Linked DNA regions of Hordeum vulgare: region 1 is linked to region 2. The links are chromatin contacts, called in public Hi-C maps. All regions are on one chromosome and are shown on one strand. Each heading gives the region's core, a stretch centred on a gene start, on an enhancer-like site or on the middle of the called end of the contact. The rest is flanking DNA. Distances are from core to core; before and after follow the strand shown.

Region 1 (6,990 bases), core at 1,663-4,162, 310 kb before region 2:
AATCTCATGTGTCCCTTGTCCAAGATCATCTCCATCATTCTGATTTTGCCAGAAAGGGACTGAGAATTGCAAGAATGGTGAGAAATATGCTGGAACTAGCACCGGATAGCTCGGTTGCAAATTCTCTGGCATGATAGCAGAAGCTGAAGAACTCTCTGCAATGACAGAAGTATCTGACTCCATAGATTCTACCTCCTCCTCCTCCATGGGTGGAGGTAATGGTGGGTGATTTAATATTTGGGCCTCAGGTTCATGATTACCAGGAAGAGGTGGCAGGTCCGACTGTAAAATACACAAGATACCATTCAGTTCCGAATTATATACAAAGTGCAAACTAATATCTTCCAAATGAAATGTGAGATGGAAGTGCATGACTATCCATGCAACACCACAAAATCAATTCAAATAAAATAAAACTCTAGCTCAAGGAACTAAGGGAGTGATATGGTAACTACCACCACAGAAACGGGCAATCCCCTTGCCGAACTACGAAAACAGAGTCAGGCCACCTTATGCCATACAGGTGCAATAATCAATCATAAGATCGAGCAAGTTACCTCGTCAGGCACCAAATCAAAGAGGCTAGACCTTCTCTTCCTTCTGCTCATATTGGCTTGGCGTATAAAATATTTCTGAGCATGACTTGCTACTTGAGTAGGTGTTCTTGAGACCACAAAATTACGAGAGATTCCTCGCCAATCACCTTTTCCAAGTTTTTGCAATCCAAGCAAAAACCTCCGGTGTTCTTCTTCAGTCCAAGGAACCCCTGCCAAAAAGCCATCTTAATCAGGAACATGGCACATAAAACGTACCAGGGCACAGCCATGCAGTAAGGGCTTTAGCATCTCAAGCTATACAGAAACTGATAAACAGACAGATTATAAAGAGAACCGTGGGATAAAATAGTACACTATTATTATGTTGAATGAAACAATAAAGGAGTGTATTATCACCACATTAAAATTACCAAAAAAAAACTCTAGGGAACATGAAGCAAGAAGAAACTACTGAAGAGAAGTTGTAAACTCGCCACCACATCAGAGGAGCACTAAAAACATAAAATGTTCTTAAATGAAACAATGCAAGGAGTTTACATTCACCACATGAAAATACTCAAGAGAAGGGAAAAAAGTTCAACAAAAATAACATGCACAGAGACAAAATCACTCCAGCGAACTGAAGGTTTCTGTTCAGACTCCAAGATAATGGAAACTAAAAAAGTCTAAGCCAGACAATAAAAGGTGGTGCAACAAATGACATGTTTTTCTCCCCATGGACAAGCTATATAGCAGGTCAAGAAAACATCGCAGTCCAATTCTTTAACTCAACAGATAACAAGAAACATGCAAATGGCAACTCGATCTACATTATGTCATTACAGTCTATTGGTTATAATACCATATTGGAGAGCACCATAAATAAAAATATGTTTTGCTTTGAAGAATTTCCAGCTATTGCTTGACTTGACCAAGATACTAATCAGTAATCACTGGTTACTTCAGGGATTATGAGAAAAAACTAGCAGCAATAAAAATGAACGAAGGCAGTCAAACTTTGTCATGTGTACATCAAATATTTACTAGTACTCCCTCCGTTCCATAATTCTTGTCGTGGTTTTAGTTGAAGACCACTACAAGAATTATGGAATGGAGGAAGTATCGACTAATTAATCTTGACTAACATAATTCCTTGCAGAATGCAGTTGTGCAGATAATAAAATGCTTTATACAAATATTGATTGCGTCATAATGCAGTATCGTATTTATGCCAAAGGTAAGGCTTTAGGTTACGTGTTAGTTCGTCAGCTCAACGTCTAACGTGGCTCTATAAACGCTTACTGAAGCACAGAGCAAAGCCAAATTTATGATGATTCATCCAAGGAAAAGAAAGTGCTAGGCGTTAATTGTGCGGTTTGCCATGGCCCAGCGCTTAAGCGCACCTATCTCACCTAAGTGCGCTTAAGCGCACGCCTAGCACGACTAAGCGCTAGACGTTATGTTGTCGCCTAGCGCCTACGCGCGCTTTTTCCACTGGAATCACCTCTGATCGCCACTCTTGATAATCCGTAGTCGCTGCTAAACGAATCCAGAGCTAAGCTTCTAAAAACATCTGTCATAAGTCATGATCCAATCAAACGACATCGACGGTGTATACACCATCCTTGTACCCATTTAATATTGGGGGTTGATTGTTGGCTCAAGAATCAAGTTACGCAAGTCCACGGTGCTGGAAAACACCATTGCAGCGTCTCCCAAGTCCCAACTGGATTTTTGAAAGCTATATAATAGTACCATCTCAATCAAAAATCGCACAGGGCAGCGCACACACAAAAAAGGAAATATTCACCGACATGAAGAAACAATTGGAGCTGAGAGGATCTAATCTACTATGTGAGGTTTTGCGTGAGCTGAGGAACAGAGCCATAAAGTAGACGTCTTTAGAGGAGGGAGAGAGAGAGAGAGATTAGCAGGCCACCTTTCTTGCGCTCGCGGTTGGCGGATGATGATCCCTGCACGAAGTCGTCGGAGGCGTAGCCCTCCGCGGCGGCGTCGTGGCCGACGTCAGCGGGGGACGCGCCGCCGCCGCCGCTGGTGGATCCTCCGAGCAGGGAGAGGTTCCCCATGCTGGCGCTCTTGCGGATGGATCCATCGGTGAGGCGCACCCCGAAGATCTTGACCCCGCGGTTGGGGCACGTCCGCGAGTTGTGGCCGTTGTAGCTGCAGTGCGAGCACCGCCTCGTCATCCCCGGAGCCGCCAGCGCACCCGCCGGTGTAGCGCGCCGGAAGGGGAGAGGAGAGGTGGGCTGGGAGGAGAAGCGAAGTGTGGTGGCGGTGTGGTGGTGGTGGTGGTGAGAGCAGCGGAGAGGAGAGGAGAGGAGGGGATTGACTGTGGAGTGGTGATTGGTTGCGGTGGTCGGGGAAGGGAAGGGGGGAGGGAGGGAGCCCGGCGCGTGTGGCCGTCCACGTGGCGGATATTCCCGCGGGGATATTACGTGGGTGGGTGGGCAAGAGCGGCGGGCGAGAGGAGGATTGCGGGTCACGCCTTTTTCTTTCTTTGGACACGGTTGCTTGCGGTCGCCTCCTTTCGTTTTCGCCGTTGGATCGTCGGATCCCCTATTCCTGTTCGTCGACAGCGCGAGCAGCTAGCTAATTAATGCTTCCCTCCGGGTTTACAAATTACGACCACTCCTCGTAGTCTAAAAATTGGCTACAAAAGGATATACTCCCTTCGTTCCAAAATTCTTATCTTAAATTTATTTAGATATAAATGTATCTAGTCATGTTTTATATTAGTATCTATCTACATTCATTTCTAACAAACCTAAAACAAGAATTTTGGGACGGAGGAGTACTATTTATGACATGTAATTCATACTCCATTCGGTCTTAAAATAGATGTCTCAAACTTACTACAACTTTATATTAGAAATGGTACGGGGTTGAAATTTTTATTTTAGAACGGAAGGAGTAATTTATTAGTCAAACTTTGATCCAACTAAATCGAAACTTCGAGTGGGACTAATCACCCGGACAGGGGAGTACATGTACACAAGAGATAACTTAATTGTTGATACTACTGAGCCATCCCGTGTATCCGGTTCCTATCTAGCTACCTATCATCTTTGCAAACTTTATATTGCAACTCAAATGATTCTTTAAAGGGAAGGTCAGTAGCTATTATGGTTCATCAGCATGAAAGAACTATATTTCATGTTACAAGCAACGTTGTGGCTAGTTCTTGGGATAGACGAGAGGTGAGACGACTAAAATTGAATACTGATGGATCCGTTACGGAAGGTAGTGCAGTACGGACATGATAGTTAAGGACCACGAGGGTGCCATTATTTTTAGCTCCTACGGGTACCTCTTCACATGTATTGATATTTTGGAAGCTGCGTTATTAGCTATTTCTCAAGGTGTTAAGTTGGCATTACAATGGAGTAGTCTTCCTGTTGAGATTGAATCAGATTGTCCAGAGGCGATCACAATGATCAATGGTGGACAAGGAAACAAATCAAAGTATGCTTTTATTATTAGTGAGATCATTAGTAGTATGAGTGAGAGAGATTTTTGCATTACTCATATCCGTCGAAACTGTAATAGTGTTAGTCATTTCATGGCCAACTTTGATAGGTCGCAATGTCGTACCGCAGTTTTGCTAGGCTCTGGTCCAAATGAGGTCTTGAATATTGTTGAACGGGATTGTATCTCTTAAACTTTGAGTAATGCAAGAATTTATTTGAAAAAAATGGACAGAGGAGTGCATACTCACGAGTATTGTCTTTCTTTCATCTCGTCCCCTCTCTCACTTCGCATGTTCTTTCTACCACATCGAATATAGTACCATTTGTGTACTCTTCCTTGAGTTTGTAAAAGGTCTTGCTTTCTATTTAGACTTCGTCAGCTATAAAACATTTCGATTCTCGACCTAGTTTTGGCACCTTTGCTCGTGTTCTTAGAGCATTTACAGCCGGATCCCTCGTACCTATCTTACTTAAAAGCCCGACGGACCATCCGGTCATTGACCGGTCATAAATCGTGATCCGACCGGACCTTTCAAACAAACCTCAAACGTTCGGGTTGATCGACACTTGGGGCGAATATGAGGGAGTCCCGACATGGCCGAGCATGCCTCCATGACGGCCTCACGGCATGACCCCATTGCAAATTGCACCCAATTCATCCCGCAGAACAGCCGGATCCATTTGCTGATTTCCTCTCTTCTTCCCCCTCGCATCGTCTGTCTCGCAACTCCATCGTCGTTCGTAGCCTCTACCCCGCCAGCTTTGTCATAGGAGTCTTCTATCCCATCCTCGCCACGGAGGACATCGTCGTCAGCCCGGGAGACACCGCAGTACGTCTGGCAACTCTATGGTTGTGCCTTACAGTGAATGTGTTCAACACAATGTCTGCCCGGATTTTTTGATCAATTTTTTAAGGGGAACGATGAATTCCGATGCTTCGTCCAGCGAGGAGTAAACAAAAAAAATGATGCTGTCAAAATGCTACTTTCGAAAGCATTATGAGATCACGTTCGAGTAAGGCGTGACAAAAAAAACAATGATCTGAAAATGCTACTTTCGAAAGCATTTTGAAACACTGATTTTGTTTTTTTGCCACGCCTTACACAAATGTGATCTCATGATGAAAATTTGTAAGCACTTAGAACATTTGTCAAAGTTCATCATAAAAAATCAGAATTTTTTGAACCGTTTTTTTATTTTACCGTTAATGCGGGTGCATTTGAGCTTGAGTTCAAAAGGGTACTTTCTCATTTGTGTACTCTTTCTTGAGTTTGTACACGTCTTGCTTTCTATTTAGACTTCGTCAACTATAAGACTTTTTGATTCTTGAGCTAGTTTTGACACCTTTGCTCATGTTTTACAGCCGGACCCCTCATACCCGTCTGACATCCGAGCAAACAACCCGGTCACAAAATCACGAACCAACCAGACCCCTAAAACGGGCCTCAAACGTCTGGACTGACCGGCACCCCTCGTATGGGGCGGATATGGGGAGCCCGGGCACACCCGCCACATCGCCTCACGGGGTGACCCCATCGCAAATTACACCACATCCGCCCCGCAGAACAACCGGGTTCATTTTTTGTTTTCCTCTCTTCTTCCTCCTCTCGTCGTCTGTCTCGTAGCTCTGCCGCCACGCGCGCTTCGCTGTCGTTCGTAGCCTCTGCCTTGTCAACTCCGGCAGAGGAGTCTTCTGTCCCGTCCTTGCTGTGGAGGACGTCGTCGCCGGCCCGAAAGACACTGTGGTGCGTCCGACAACTCTCTGGTTGTGCCTTGCACTGAATGTATTCGACACAATGTCTGCCCCGATTTTTTTTGGTTAGTTTTTTAGGGGAAACAATGAATTCTTATGCTTCGTCCGGGGAGGGGTCTGGATTGACAGAGCTTGATCAATTGATTGGACATGAGTTCTTCGATTCATCAGATTTAGACGAAGAAGTGGACATAATCATGCTCATGACCATGCAAGAGGAAATGGCCCGGAAAGTGGAGCATATTCTCAATTTCAAGGGCTCAGTCAAAGGGGGGAGAGTTATCAATTGGGATATGGTATCCGGAGCAAAGCTATCACAGAAGCATTACTTTGCTCCGAACCGAACTTCCCGGGATGATCCATGGTTTCATCATCATTTTCCATGCAAAAACCATTGTTTTTGCGCATTGTAGAGGTGGTGGAGGCACACGATGACAACTTCAAGAGGACAAGGGATTGTTGCGGTAAACTCTCTTTCTCTGTCAAATAGAAGTGCATGTCTACTCTGAGAATGCTTGCACTTGGTATTGCGGTAGATGTCATTGGTGAGATGGTCATCATGGGGGAGAGCACATGTCTGAAGACTACTGTGAAGTTTGCCCGTGTTATGGTGGAGGTGTTTGGAGTAGAGTATCTGAGAGAACCAAAAGTGCAGGACAAAGATAAGTTGTTGGCTATTGGAGAGGCCAGAGGGTTTCCAGGAATTCTCAGATCAATTGATTGCATGCACTGACAGTGGAAGAACCGCCTCCAAAGGTTTGCAAGGAATGTATCAAGGTCACACCAAAGAGGCCACCATCATACTAGAAGCGGTGGCATCACATGACTTATGGATTTGGCATGCTTTTTTTTGGAATGTAGGATTCTCACAATGAATCAACGTGCTTCAATGATCTCCGGTGTTTAGGAGGCTTTGCAATGGGGATTCACCTTCGTGCAACTACACCTCAACTGCCGAGACTACAACATGGGATACTATCTTGCTGATGGCATATATCCTCAGTAGGTTGCATTTGTGAAGACCATATCCGAACCACACGGCAACAAACAAAAGCACTTCGCAACAATGCAGGAAGCAGCTAGGAAGGATGTGGAGAGGCGATTCGGAGTGCTGCAAGCACGATGGGGAATTGTCCGTGGGGCTGCACTGATGTGGGAACTAGAAACTTTGTGGCAGCTGATGACATGTTATGTTATTTTGCACAATATGATC
Region 2 (6,403 bases), core at 3,872-6,371:
TTTTCTATAAATTAAAGTTTTGATTTTTGAACCATTTAAAGTATAAATGCCGAGCCAACACCGAGACCTCACAGTGTTCACCCATCTTGGGCCATCAGATCTGACTTCTGGCTCTTTTACACCATCGGATATTTGTATTTTAAAATTAACGGCTCCTTTGGACTCGAGCTCCATTAGCAATTCCATGGTTTTACTCTGATATTATTATTTTTAGATAAGTTCTACTTCATCCGTTCCTAAATATAAATCTTTTAAGAGATTCCACTAGAAGATTAATACAGATATATATAGACATATTTTGAAGTGTAAATTCATCCATTTTGCTTTGTATGTAGTCCTTTATGAAATATCTAAAATGATTTATATTTAAGAATGGAGTGAGTATATTAGATTTCTTTGGGAATGGTCAAGCCAGAGAGCTTTCCGGCCCAAATATCACTGACAGATGCGCTATCCCAACACAGGAGTCAGGGGATACTAGAAAAGAGAAAACAGAGGAGTCGGGGGAATAGAAATGATAGGATCTCGAGCACGGGAGTGTATCTCGCTTAGGCTTTGTTCGTTTGACAGGGTTGTGAAGGGATTTTGGTAGGGATTGAGGTGGATTTAATCCCCTACAAGTTAAAATCCTTCCAAATCCCTTCCAATCCTCTTGACAAAGGGTGCAACCGAACAAGGCCTTATAGAGATACATGTTCCCCTCGCCTGAAGGGTTTCACCTCTCACTACAGTATTATGCCTTTCTCACATATTTTACTCTTTTATACTAGTGTTTTTAGGATTTTTTTAGTTTTTAATTTTCTTGGCTTTTCATTGTTTCCACTGTTTGCTTTGGTTTTCATGGCTTCCATTGTCTTGCAACGTTCTCACTTCGTATTCTTTGGTGTTTCCTTTTCTTTTTAATTTTTCATTCATCCTTTGTTTTTTCTTTGGGTTTCTTTGTTTTTTTTCTCGGTTCTCATTATTTTTTCCTATGATTGTTTATGTCTTTTTAATTTCTCAATTTTATTGGTTAGTTGCTTTTCCTTTTTGTCCTTTTTTCATCGTTTTTGTTCATTACTTTCTTGGTTTTCACAATTTTCATTTTAAAATCGTTTAAGTACATATCGATGTACTATTTATTATAAAAGCACATAATTTTATTTTCTACAGCACACATTAAAACATATTTTATTGATGAATTTTCATACACATTTGTGTATGTCTTTTTAATTTCTCAATTTTATTGGTTAGATGCTTTTCCTTTTTGTCCCTTTTTCATCGTTTTTGTTCATTACTTTCTCGGTTTTCACATTTTTCATTTTAAAATTGCTTAAGTTCGTATTGATGTACTATTTATTATATAAGCACATGATTTTATTTTCTACAGCTCACATTAAAATATATTTTATTGATGAATTTTCATACACATTTAATGTACATGGATAAGTACTTGCGTATTTATTTATAATTTCTAAATCCATGGAGCCCGAGAGCAAAAAATAATAATGAAACACACCTATTACCACTTGGCTGGTCCCTGATTTAGTGGTGACAGTGGTGGTTAATAACCGATCAATTTCCTATCGCCGGAGGAGGACTAGTACGCATCGTCGCTAGCCAGCCACATACGACTCCAGTATAGTAGTTCTTCAAGGGAACATGATCCCTTGATTGCTGCGTTGAATTCATGATCCTTCTCGATCATTTCTCAGTCACCATCTGTCCATCTCTACGCACTTAACCTTTAGTAGCTTGGATTCTGACTTCAAGACGTCCAGTTATGGGGTGTTTCTTTTCAGGGATTTTTTGATGTTTTTTTTTAGAAAAGGAGGATGATCCCGGTCTCTGCATCTCGGAGATGTATGCGATCATTTTATTAATTATTTTCGAAAATCTTACAAAGTAGTACAATAATATGTCTGAATCCGCCATCTTAACAATATTTGCCGCTACTCCTATCCATATGATGAAGGAGTGCAAGCTGAGCCATGGAACTTTTTGTGTAGGGACTAAATAGTTTAGCGACAATGATAGCTTAGCGACAATGGATTTCTTAATTGACTGGTACTCCAACCCGTTGACGCATCCAGTTAGTTAATACTATAGGTTGCCACATCCAGGACCTATACTCTGAGAATGTGTTGCCGGGGCCACGCTCGTGTCAACCAGTCCAAATTGTGAGCCGACATGCACGTATAGTATTCATTATTCAAACACAATTGATGTGTAGCTGTAAATCAAGAACACTCTACGTACATACGATACCGAAATGCATGGGAAGATTCTGAAGCTTGGACTACAGGACCGAAATATTCGTTCTCATCCTTCTCTCAAAATCAAAGGGCGAACGATCGACGATAAGATATTTTCATATTTTTTAACACAGTACAGAAGCAAGTGTTCATATACACGTGCATACACACTCATCTTTATAACACACACATACGTTTTATTCATGTGAGCATCTTCGAGAAACTGAGTCGGCATATCATCTTGAAATTTACATAGTCAGCATAGACACCTCGTCATCGACGAAAACATCTTCTTTCACTGAATGTGCATCGCCGAAAATTCTAAAATACATCCAGAAATAAAAGCGAGCATCAGGATTTAAACCTTGATGAGCTGGTGATACAACAGTTCCTCTAACCATTCAACCACAGATTGGTTCGCAGATATTTCCATACTTGTATAGTAGGAGTTGTGGGTCCTGGCGGTAGAATATAACACGATGCTAAGCCTTTCATTTATAAATATATAAATACTTTTAGAGAGTCAATAAAAACTACATACAAATGTCTATAGATGCAGTGTAACCTGTAGATTCACTTATTTTTTTTACGTAGTCTATCAATAAAATCTCTAAAAAATAAATACCGTATTTAGGAACGGACAAAGTATATGTGTACACCGCTGTATGGGCCTATGGTCTCAAGATAGCACAAGAATATGCATGGTACTGCTACTATTGTAGGATTAATTTTGGAATATCCATGACCTGCTAGCTGGTCATTGGCTCGATGCACACACTGTAACTAATCGGCCGATTCTTACGTGGCAGCAATCCTTGGTTTTGGAAACAACTGCATCGCTTTGATCAAGAACTAGCCAAGGTATAGCTACCCAGTTCCCACGCGATCGCATATGATTGCACTTGCACGTAGACGTAGGTACACCAGCCTTGGCCTTGGCCGGGTCATATCCCCACGTCACCTGACACGATAGGATGGATCCAGCTAGAGCGTAGCAGCTCAGCACCGCACGGGGACCTGCACATGCTGCGTCGTCGTACCTGCATGCGTTCGCGCTCACCACCATGCCCACACGTGGTTGCTGAACGTCGTGCCCTCGCGACCAAGCTAAGTCAGGAGGGTAGGTATACTACTTGTACTACGCACACAGGGTACGGTCAGCGTTGAGACTTTCTCTGATCAACTTATTGATGCTGATTATTGGTCTATCATTCAGGCTCCACGGCACGCTTGGCTCCCAAGCTTGCCCTCTGCATGCAGCGACGGGCCACGTGTTCAGGACGTGGCGGGAAGCATGCATGTGCATACAGATGCCGCGCCATGCACGGTTTATCGTTGATCCATCTGCTTTCTGCTAGCTTGTTAGTAGTAGGAGTAGGAGTATTAAATTCCTGTGATCCATAGCGGTGTTACAGTTGTGGCTCCATGGGTGGTGCTACGTACGTGCTACACAAATTGGCAACTTGCATGAAGGTTCTTGGAGCAGCGTACGTGTCCGATGGCATTTTTCTGGCTAGTTTTAGACTATTCTACGACACGTACGCGAGCATGGGATAGGCCGGATTGGTGCTAGTTTGGGGAGGGGATCTATTTATGCCCATGATGTACTAGCTGCCACCGGAATGGAGGTGGAATCGACTCACTAAACTTGCGGCATGCACGCTTTATACCCGACATGCGTACTTGATCCATATACGTGATGCATGGCGCAATTATTAAGCATGGTTCAGGCAATAGTTAATCGAGAGTGGCCCAACCGGGGTAACTGATGCACGCGGCATCTGCACGGGTCCTGGTCATAATCATGCCACTCATGGCCAAACAAATAATTGGCCGTGGCCATAGGACCAGGGGAACCCGATCAGCTTGCAAGCGCTGACATACCAAGCAAAGCTAGCTGGTTAAATTCCAGAGAAAATTTAAAATATCAACGACGGGAGCACATAGAATAATCGAGCGTCATGGCTTGGCCACAAGACCGAGATCCCATGGAGTAGTAGAGTAAGTAGTCATATCTACAGTGGTGGACGGGTGGGTGCGATCTTTGAACAATGACTAGCGCTGATTCGACGAAGATATTGCTAAGCGCTGCGTCACCCAGGTCGCGTGGGATTTAACCCGGGTGAAACGGGAATGTCAAGCCGGATTCCAAAGGGCATTCGTTGATAGAAAGGCCCGGCCATGGCCATGGAAAGTGAGAAAGGAAACAAGCAAAAGTGGAACGAAAGGGGCGCGGAGGAGGAGAATGTCAATGATTGGGGAAGGTGGGTGCTGTCGGTCGGGCGCACGCACAGAGCGACTGACGCCGCAGGCGCCCGCGCGCGCATTCCTCCTCCTCGTCGTCGTTGTCCTAGCATAGCAGCTCTCGTCCTCCTACGCCCGAGTCCGACCTGACGTAGGGACGCCGGAGCCCGGACGACCGGCTCCACGTGACCACGCCCCGGTTTCCCTCCCCGTTTCCCGCCCCACTCCACGTGAGCCCTGTCTCGGCGTCCGCGGCCCAGCCCAACCACCTTGGTCCCCGAACCAATCCGGCGCTCGGCCCGGGCCGGCACGTGGGGCGCGCGTGAGCGTTTGCGGTGGTGGCGCCGAGCCGAGACCTAATCATGTCATGGCCATGATTGAGGCGATGATGCCAAGCTACGCTACGGCCCGTTTCTTTGAAAAGTCTTAGGATTTTTTTTGTCCCAACTAAAAAGTCTCTATCCGTTTCTTTTCAAAGACTAAATATGAACTAGAGGTCATTAAATGACATGTAAAAAGACCATGTTATCCCTAATAATATACTAGAAAAGTGTCAAAAAAGTCCTGTGGAAAGAAACACCCCCTACGTTTACGAACAGGACGGCGTGGGGCGTGGGCCTGCACGCGTGGTGCGCCGGTGCTGGTGCCGGTCGGGCGCGAGGGGACACCGCCGCACCGGGTGGGACAGCTCGACGAGGAGACCGGCGAGAGCCCTGCTGCCGCGTCGGCGCGCCCGAACCACAGTCCACACGGCGCAATCATGCTCCGCTCCGGCCGGGGCGCCATGCATGTGCCACGATCGACACGTCCGGGGCCACGTCCCCGTAATCCCGACGCATGCGGACAACCGTGTCGTTTTCGCCGTGTGAGAAAAAAATTAGGGAAGACGGTGGACGAGGACGTTCTATTTGACATCGAAAAGTAGGCGGGAACCAAATCCTGCGTCCGTGATTTTGTGCCGGGTGCGGTGTAAACGAAATACTCGTAGGTCACTGTACGTGCCAGGTGAAACATGCTACACACACCGCGAATCTGAACGCGCGGACTGCTGGAGAATTTTCCAATCCGTAGATATCATATCTCACCTCCTTTGGTGGCTTGTCGCATGTGTGCGTATACCTCTGGAAACAACCACGCGCTGGTTATAAAGTCAACACACAGAAAAAACTCGAAAACAAAAGGAAGCACCCACTCGCCCAGACAGCCGACCTCGGTCCTGTATATTCAGACTCATGGGAATTTTGGAAGGGGTTGGAATCTTCAGATAATTTATGTGCGTTTCACTTACTTGGATTTTGCAGGAACGGAAGCAGCTGCTAGATACTCAACCGCGCATGCCACGTGCCTGAAGGTCTATTTGATTCCACAAGTCTTTGTAGAAACTAGAAAGGATTAGACCCCAAAAATGAGGATTATAATATTAAAAAGTTTATATTTGATTTTTTCTTCCTAAGCCAGCATGATTTTAGCAACGGTCTATTATAGGAAAATGATTCAAATCAACCGAGTGATAACGACCGTGCGTTTGCCGGCTTTGTGGCCGTAGGATCATATTTTATTAAGATAGCTTGGGAGCAACATATTTACCTAAACAGAATTTTATAAGGGCATCTCCAACGATAATTCATAAATTTTATAAGGTCCACAAACACACATGCGGGAGACCATCATCTAACCGTAGACGCATATATTTTAACAACAATTTGAACCAATCGAACGAAATTCATGCAAATAGGGTCATAGTTCGTTTGAACATAGCCGGATTTCATACAAAAATAACGGATTTAATATATACATGACAGATTTCATATAAACATGACGAGTTTCATTACATTTACATCAACTAAGCGGTGATCGTCCTGCTCTAGAGGTATAATTAAAATGCCTAATCTATGATCGATGGAGCGGCAGAGCCCGTTCCCCGT

The links. Hi-C and Micro-C count contacts between places; a contact is called where the count stands out from the background.
Region 1: a contact with region 2 is called in a Hi-C map of seedling, with 2.7 times the contacts expected there. The contact joins the promoter of LOC123439464 here to the enhancer-like site in region 2. A contact is called at or near these places in 4 of 6 Hi-C or Micro-C datasets (leaf and seedling) and 1 of 1 datasets of contacts at active chromatin or transcription factors (embryo).

What each region holds. Positions count from the first base shown.
Region 1 is chr1H:387,033,184-387,040,173 of MorexV3_pseudomolecules_assembly, reverse strand. It overlaps LOC123439464 (transcription factor MYBS3), which reads right to left and starts at 2,912. Exons shown (of 3, transcript XM_045116177.1): 1 at 2,476-2,912; 2 at 558-766; 3 at 1-282. The coding sequence starts at 2,743.
Region 2 is chr1H:386,727,894-386,734,296 of MorexV3_pseudomolecules_assembly, reverse strand. No RefSeq gene overlaps it. Among protein-coding and RNA genes, the nearest start is that of LOC123411744, 210 kb to the right of the region's middle. Within about 2 kb of position 5,121, at least 3 of the 3 cell types and tissues checked have open chromatin away from gene starts, as enhancers often do. A contact at or near this core is called in leaf and seedling, where this site is marked.